2 separate regions of the Sus scrofa genome follow, and region 1 is linked to region 2. The links are chromatin contacts, called in public HiChIP or PLAC-seq maps. All regions are on one chromosome and are shown on one strand. Each heading gives the region's core, a stretch centred on a gene start, on an enhancer-like site or on the middle of the called end of the contact. The rest is flanking DNA. Distances are from core to core; before and after follow the strand shown.

Evidence for each region. HiChIP or PLAC-seq counts read pairs in DNA pulled down with a chosen protein or histone mark.
Region 1: a contact with region 2 is called in an H3K27ac HiChIP or PLAC-seq map of skeletal muscle, with 4 times the contacts expected there. The contact joins two enhancer-like sites. A contact is called at or near these places in 2 of 47 Hi-C or Micro-C datasets (embryonic fibroblasts and skeletal muscle) and 1 of 2 datasets of contacts at active chromatin or transcription factors (skeletal muscle).

What each region holds. Positions count from the first base shown.
Region 1 is chr14:45,734,674-45,738,611 of Sscrofa11.1, forward strand. The region is part of intron 2 of TTC28 (tetratricopeptide repeat protein 28); the gene reads right to left. It also overlaps a transcript of CHEK2 not described here. Among named protein-coding and RNA genes, the nearest start is that of TTC28, 190 kb to the right of the region's middle. Within about 2 kb of position 1,743, at least 62 of the 83 cell types and tissues checked have an H3K27ac peak or open chromatin away from gene starts, as enhancers often do. A contact at or near this core is called in skeletal muscle, where this site is marked.
Region 2 is chr14:45,470,670-45,474,690 of Sscrofa11.1, forward strand. The region is part of intron 6 of TTC28 (tetratricopeptide repeat protein 28); the gene reads right to left. Among named protein-coding and RNA genes, the nearest start is that of PITPNB, 220 kb to the left of the region's middle. Within about 2 kb of position 2,547, at least 8 of the 83 cell types and tissues checked have an H3K27ac peak or open chromatin away from gene starts, as enhancers often do. A contact at or near this core is called in skeletal muscle, where this site is marked.

The DNA.
Region 1 (3,938 bases), core at 493-2,992, 260 kb after region 2:
TCACATCAAAGCAGTATCACTTATCATCTGCAGTGTAAATGGTTTTTATGAAACAGTTTGACTAAACACATGGCATGTGACTCTACCACTACAAATGTGTTAGCAGACCCAGCCAGAAACCACGACATGATCTGATCATGTGAATATTCTTGCAAGAGTGAAAAAATGAACCTAATCTTTGCAAAGGCTTACTGGTGCCCTACCCAAGTTGAATACTCTTTCAAGGAAGATTCCAATCCCATGCAGAAGAAGGAGGAATGGTTCTCAAGCCATCACCAAATTATCACACAGTATTTGATGGCTCAGCTTATTTTTTAATCTTCCATGAACTTTGCAGAATTTGGATATCTGGATCCTTATAACATGATGATTTGGGATTATGAACACAGTGAATAAACACAACCTTCTGGTATAGCAATTTAAGCATCGGAGAGTGAGTAAATACTGCAGAGTGAATCCTAACACTTGAAACAGAATCTTCCAGAGTCCAGAAATACACCTGACTGCCAAGAATAATACTTCCGTGGTTCAAGCAATACCAGTACCCAGAGGGGTTTCCACAGACATAACCACATGAGTTACTGCATATTGGGTACAATAGAGAAAACAGACATTTATGAATGTATAGTTTGCAGACATCTTAAAAGTACTCATAAATATGTAATTTACAAATACAGAAGAAATTGGAGTTAGGGCTTCAGGAATACACAGCATCTGTTTAATTGCTTAATTATATGGTTACTTCTATGGGTTCTCCTCATCCTAACTGATTTTTATGGGGGGGGGGGAGACGTATTGATCTAACTGAAATAAATGAAACCAATCTCACTGAAAGAAGCTCCATGATAAGAACTAATATATGAGAGATTCTGACTTCAGAATGAGGTAGAAATGACTTCGTTTCAGGCAGCAAATTAGATATCAAAAAAAAAAAAAAAAATCTTTCAATTCACCAGGCTGTACTGAAGGAGGGTTTGTTAGATTTTCTAGTAATAAAACAAATGCACAATATCTTCTTATGCATTTCACACATGATTTCTATTTCATCTCTGATGTAAAACATGGTATCACACATCATGCCACAAAGAAAGAGTCAGTTTAGCTAGTTAAAGTAAAACACCAGGCAGCTGCTAACAGAGACAGGTCACTGCTGGGGAGGGGCACAGCACATTCAGTTTGCTATGTTTTCCTTCGGAAGAATGTCAATAAAAACCACGGCCAAATGAGGTATTTGAAGAAGGGGGAAAAGTCCTGCTATGCAGGGAACCACTAGGTTCACCTAACAGCGCCAGACAGACAAGTTAGCAAAAGGGAGCCCTAACCAAAGCTACAGCCGCCAACAACTTGAAGAAAGCTGTCTTTCTCCCTGAACGTCCTGGGGTAGCGACCGGTCCCACATTTAGAAACGTTATTTCTGGGACCAATAGCAATTTATTTTCATAGAACCACTGGATTTTTTTTTTCCTTGAGTTCTCAACAAAGGAGCCATATTAGGAAATAATCTCACAAAAAGCAAAGTGCCCCCTCCCCCTCTTCCCCACGATCGATGCACACACGCCCGTGCACGCTGACACGCACACACACCCGTGACAATGGCCGGCGCGTGCACTCAATGCGGGCCCACGCGGCGCCCAGGAGCCCCGCGGGCAGAAGGCCCAGCCCCCGGCCCTCACACTGGAGGCCCCTCAGCCCCCCTGCCCGGGAACCAGCTGCTGGGCGGTTGTACTAGGGATGCTCGCCCCCCAGCGGGGCCCTGGGGAAGCGGCTGCCAGCGGCTCAGAGCCTATTAACCCCTTGGGGAAGTAGGTGCTACAAAGCCACCTGAGGGGACACTGGAATGTGCCGGGGATACAGCCCCAAATGGCCCCCATAGACGAGGCGCCACCGAGTCCTTAGACCCTGGCAGCTCTTGACTGGCTCCTGCAAAGCTAATGTGTCGCTGGTTCCGCCAGGCTTCTAAAGCAGAGGGATGTTTCTGAGCTGTCACCCTTGAGAGTCCCAGCATACCAAGAAGGAAAAACTTAAGAGGGCAGTGGATGCAGACCAGACTTGGTAAACTCGTCCCTAAGGGACTGGCCTAAGACCTAAAGGGACAGATCTGCTTGGACCTGCCCGGCCAGCAAACTATGGAAGGGGTGGAGGGGCCCGAGGGCAACCGCCCCCTGTCACCCCTCCCTGAGTCGGGCATCAGGGCCCCGTCCCCATTCCGGGACACTTACCTTCTTCCGGGGCTGCCATTTCATCATATTTGTACAGCCGATACGTGGAACATCAAGATGCTGGCTGGGGGCTGGGGGCAGATGCAGGGCAGCCGCGACTGCAAGTCATGCTGCCTCCCTCCCACCCCCTAATTCTTTCCCATATTCACTGTGAAGGGAGAAAGCCCAGGAGAGTCCAGTCTTTTCGCCTTCAGTTCAATGGAAAGTATCCCCAAACCACGATCACACTTCCCACCGGGCTAGGAAGTCCCAGCAGCAACCAGCGTACTCCAGCCAGAGCGGAGCATTTTCCCCTCAGGCCAGTGTCTGCGAAAGAAGCCTGCGGCAGGGGGTCTCCAAGCCGGCTACAGAGACCCTCCCTCAGAGAGATCGAGCACGCAAGCTGCTGCAGAAACCCAGCCGGGCTTCTGCCATCCAAACCCCTTTTGGCGAATTCTCCTCTTCTCAAAAAAGATTAGACAAGCAATCAAACCCTCACGCGCAGCCTGGAGCAATTCCCAAAATTCTGGGTGTATTTCTCGTTTGTAAAATTTAGCAAAGAAAATTCCAAAGATCTGTAATCAGAGCTTCTTTACGCTGTTGTTTTCTCTTCCTTCTTGGATAACTTGGGGAAAGGATCTGCTCTTTCCGAAATGCCTACCTTCCCTGAACACTGTAAATAGGAAAACTTGGTTTGTGTGTTTAGATTTTTTTTTTTAATTCCCAAGAACCTTAGTGGGGAAAGGCTGGAAGGAAATCCTGCAAGAACCCAACTCCACAGCTCAGTCTGCACTAATGACTTCCTTCCCTTAGTGCAAGCACAGCCTGCCCAGCTCCAGCCACACAGAGCAAATGGTTTCTGGGTCTTAGTGCCACGACATCTGCTCCAAAGCAAAAAAGTAAAAGCAAGCATACAGTTTCAGAGGCCCCCAGCAGCTTCCAAGGCATCAGAGCTAGAACAGACCTATCGAATCAGGAAACCATTTCAAACAACCTAGATTTGTGAATTATATCAGGAGAAAAAAAGGAATAGAAAAGATTTCTAAACCAAAGGGCTATAAAATCTAAAAGTGTGACTTTGAAGGAAAAAGATTTAAGGTATTTGACTAGATAAAAATTTTAATCAAGACTGGACTCCACTCCTCTATATTTAGCAATAATATTATAAAAAAATATTGTTATAGAAATTGGATTTCATTCATCTTCTGTAAAATGATTCCATCCTATTTAAGGAGATACATCTCCAAATACAAAGTACTATATAATTCTATTATTTGTCATCCAACAGGCCTAGCAATTCTTATCCCACCATGAGGCTACTTTGATAGCTGGGAATTAATAGGTAGCCTAAGCTACTAACATACTAACTGATTTTCAAAATAATAGCAACTGATGCATCATCGCTCCATTGTTCCAACAATGTGTAACTTATTACTCTCAGAGTTTTATAATACATTAAGCAGTATTGGCTGATGTGGGTGATTATATGCAGAATGGACACTAACAATATCAGATATAAATGTCACTAAAATATCCAAAACAATTAACTAACACAAATTACTTTTGAGATTCTTTCTAAGACTAAGAGTATGAAATTCAATGGTGAAATTATTATCTTTTACGGATAATAATATGAACAATTACAGATGAAGAAATAAGTACCAGTCCTTAAGCCACTACTCTATGCCAGGACCTATGCCTACATTCATTACCTCACAGCCTTGGAAGGAAAATCTTATT
Region 2 (4,021 bases), core at 1,297-3,796:
AACAATGAACTATTTGAAAAAGAAATAAAGAAAGCAATGACATTTATAAAAGCATCAAAAACAACAAAATACTTAGAAATAAATTTGCCCTTAGGAATGAGAGCTCTATGCATCAAAAACTATGAAACATTGATGAAATAAATTGAAAAAAAGCACAAATAAATAGAAAGCTATCACTTGCTCATGGACTGGAAGAATTAATATTGCTAAAATGTCCATACTATCCAAAGCCATCTATATAGAGTCAATGTAAACCCTATCAAAATTAAAATGGCATTTTTCATAGAAATAGAAAAAAAAGCCCTAAAATGCATATGGAACCACAAGAAACCCTGAATATCAAAGAAATTTTGAGGAAGAACAAGCTGGAGGCACCACAATTTTTTACTTCAAATTATATTACAAAGATAATATAATAAAAACATTATGGTACTAGCATAAAAACAGACACACAGACCAACAAAACAAAATCAACAGCCCAGAATTAAACCCACAATATATGGTCAACAAATGTTTGACAAGGAAACCAAGACTACTCAATGGGGAAATGATAGTCTTTTCAGTAAATGGTGTTGGAGAAACTGTGTATCTGCATGCAAAAGAATGAAACTGGACCTCTAAATCACACTATTTACAAAAAAACCAGGTGGAAATGGATTAAAGATTTAAACATAAGATCTGAAACCATAAAACTCCTGGGAAAAAAACAGAGAAAAAGCTCTGTGACATCAGTCTTGGCAATAATATTTTGGACATGACGCTAAAAGCAGAAAGAAACAAAAAAGCAAAAACCAACAAGTGGTACTACATCAACCTAAATGATTATACACAGCAAAAGAAACAATCAACAAAATGAAAAGGCAACCTAAGGAATGAGAGAAAATATCTGCAAACCGTATATCTGATGGCACAATCTCCCATGATCACTGCAATACTATTTACCATAGGGAAGACATGGAAACAACTTAAGTATCTATCAATGGATGGTTGGATTTTCAAAATGTATTTTACAAATATACAATGGGCCGTTACTCAGCCATAAAAAAGGAGGAAATTTTGTCACTGAGACAACATGGGTGGACCATAAGGACATTATGTTAAGTGAAATGTCATACAGAAAAAGACAAATAGTATATAATCTCACTTATATGTATAGTCTAAAAACAATCAGACCCATAGAAACAGTATAATAATAGTCGCCAGTAGCTAAAGCGTGGGGGATATGGGGAGATGCTGGTCAAAAGGTACAAACTTTAAGATATAAGATGAGTAAGTTCATGAAATCTAATGTGCAGCATGATGACTAAGGTTAATAATACTATATTTCATACTTGAAACTTGCTATGAGAGTAGGGCTTTAATGATCTCATAAACAACAAACACAAAATGGTAATTATGTGAGGTAGAGGATGTGTTAACTAATCTTATTGTGGTAAAACATTCTTCAATATACATGTGTATCAAATAATCACACTATACACTTTAAACTTATACAATGTTAAGTATAAGTTACATATCAATAAAGCTGGGGGAAAAAGAGATGAAGAGATCAAATAACAACATGTATTGCAGGCCGCCCGATAACCACCTTCAACTTTCAATAGATCAGAATATCCTGAAGGGTGAGGCTACGTATTTCAGTACCTTTCTTTTAATATCTTCCCATACATGATATAAAACTATGATGATGATAAAGATTAAAAGATTTTTGAGTGTTTCTTATGTGTCAGGCATTGTTCTAAAGGCTTTATACATATTAAGTCACTCAATCCTCACAGCAATCTTGAGAGATTGGTGCTGTAATTATGCCCATTTCCCAGATGAAGAAACTGAGGCAGAGAGCAACTAAGCATTTTGTCCAAGGTCACAAAGCCAGTTAGTGATATAATTGGGATCCAAAATCTGGCCATCTGATTCTAGCAGTCAGGTTCTTTACAAGCATGCTAGATATAGGTGACTCTATAGCCTATATCCTGGTGGGACCTGGGACTGTCCCCATGGTAAATTATATAGTCACCCTAGCTAAACAACACTGTAAAATCCCATCACATTGGCAGTGAAGGGGGGCCACTTGTGAATGGGGCATCTTAGTGATTAAAATGGAGAGAAATCGGCATATGATCCAAGTGGTTTCTATATTACCAGGAAAAAGAACAGTTCAGCTGGATTCTTATGTAGAATTCTACTGCCCTGGAGGATAGAGGGGAATAGGGGAGAAAGATTCTAATAGTAATTCAAAGAAAGATTTAGTGCACAGGTGCTTCTTACTCCCTTTGTTACACACAAAAGTAGTATGAGTTCTTCACTGATAACAAAGAAAATGTCTTTCTCCATCAGGCATTTAAGAAGTACCAGAAGTTGTCAAGGCAGACATGCCAGCTCGCCGGATGGTGCCACGAACTGGAGAACACCATCTGTTTTGTTAAGGTTGACAGTCTGAAATTTCTGGTTAAACTCCAGATCTCCTTGTTATGAAGGGCTTGATAACTTTTAGTCCATTACCTTCTGCTTACTGAGTCACAGAGCATATTACATCTCCCTCCAGAGCACTCCAACAGCTGGGCCACGTTACAAGCCATCTTTGTCTTAGTCGGTATTAGATAATGGATTTGATGGGACCTTCCATTTGAATCAGGGAAAGTCAATTACAGAATTTGCTGTTGTTTGAAATCAGTGGCCAGCTCAGACATTCTGGCTCAAGAACACAAATCTGTTACTTTTTTTTGCCACTGGGGTTGTTCTGATGAGGACTTGCTTTGCAAGCACATTGGACACATAACAACAAAGCATTTACTTCACTTTTTAATTGCTCTTGGAAATATTTTAAATGGCACCAATGCAATTTTTACTAGAAAATGAAAGTGTTCACTTCCCAGAGCAACTTAACTCTTCAAAGGAGGGCAGAAAGGAGCACTTTCTGAAACGTGTTGAAAACTGAGAGCCTGTATTCAGAATCTAACAAGGCTGTTTGAAAGTCAAGTGGGGACAGGCTGAGTCAGCAATACCAACTAAAAGTCGCATTCCGGCTTTAATCCAATTCAACAAATGCATTTTCTGCTGTGTCTGAGAGAGCCTTAAGAAGAATTTCTGAAACAACAAGCTGAAAATGGTTCTCGATGAAAGCTACTTTTTGAAGGCACCATGAAATTATTAATTATGCTGAAGAGAGTCTTAAATACTTAAGCCTCTTGTGGATTTCATGCTAGAGAAGAGGGGCAAGTTTAGGCTGTGGTCTATGAGCAGCCATGCTTCTGCCCTGCATTCGGTCTCTAGGTGTGTCTGGGCGTTCAAATGGGGACAAGTGAATGAGAATGAAAAGAAGCTTTGGGTAAAATACACTGAATTCTAGTTTTTTCCAGTTACAAGGTCAAGTTGTCCTAGTCACTTAAAAACATGAGAGCTTCAGCTCTTTCCTAAATAATTGTATCCATTCTCTTTAGAGAGGCAGGCAGCATGACACAGTATATAGAGCACTGACTTTAGATCCAGGCAGCTCTGGGATCAAACCCCACACTTGCTGTGGGACCTTTGCCAAATTATCCCCTCTGTTCTTTAAGTTTTTTATTTCTAAATGGGAATAATAAGCCCTATCTTTCTGACTTTTAAATTAAACAATGAAACTTCAGAGGAAGCTACACCAAGTATAATGTTAGCACACTGGAGGCATTCCATAAGTGAAATGACTTTTATTATCATGACTTTTATGCCACTTCAAAGGTGTGTTGAAGAGATCACAAAGGCCTTTCATATATTCTCTATGGAAACTGTTATTTGAATACTTAAAAAGTGAAACTAATATTGGCTTTCTAAGACTAGAAGATAAATGCAGACGAGAACAAACTGTTAAGTTTAGGTACTTAAAAGAGAATGTGATATCTTAGTAATTTTCTTGTCCAAAAAGTAATAAATATTAGGGTTCTTCAAACCTGCACAAAAGGCCTTATTTTAGCAATGCTTTATAAACTTCTTGGACAAAGATCCAGTAAGGTTAATATATTATTTAGTTTGCCCGCTAGCCAGA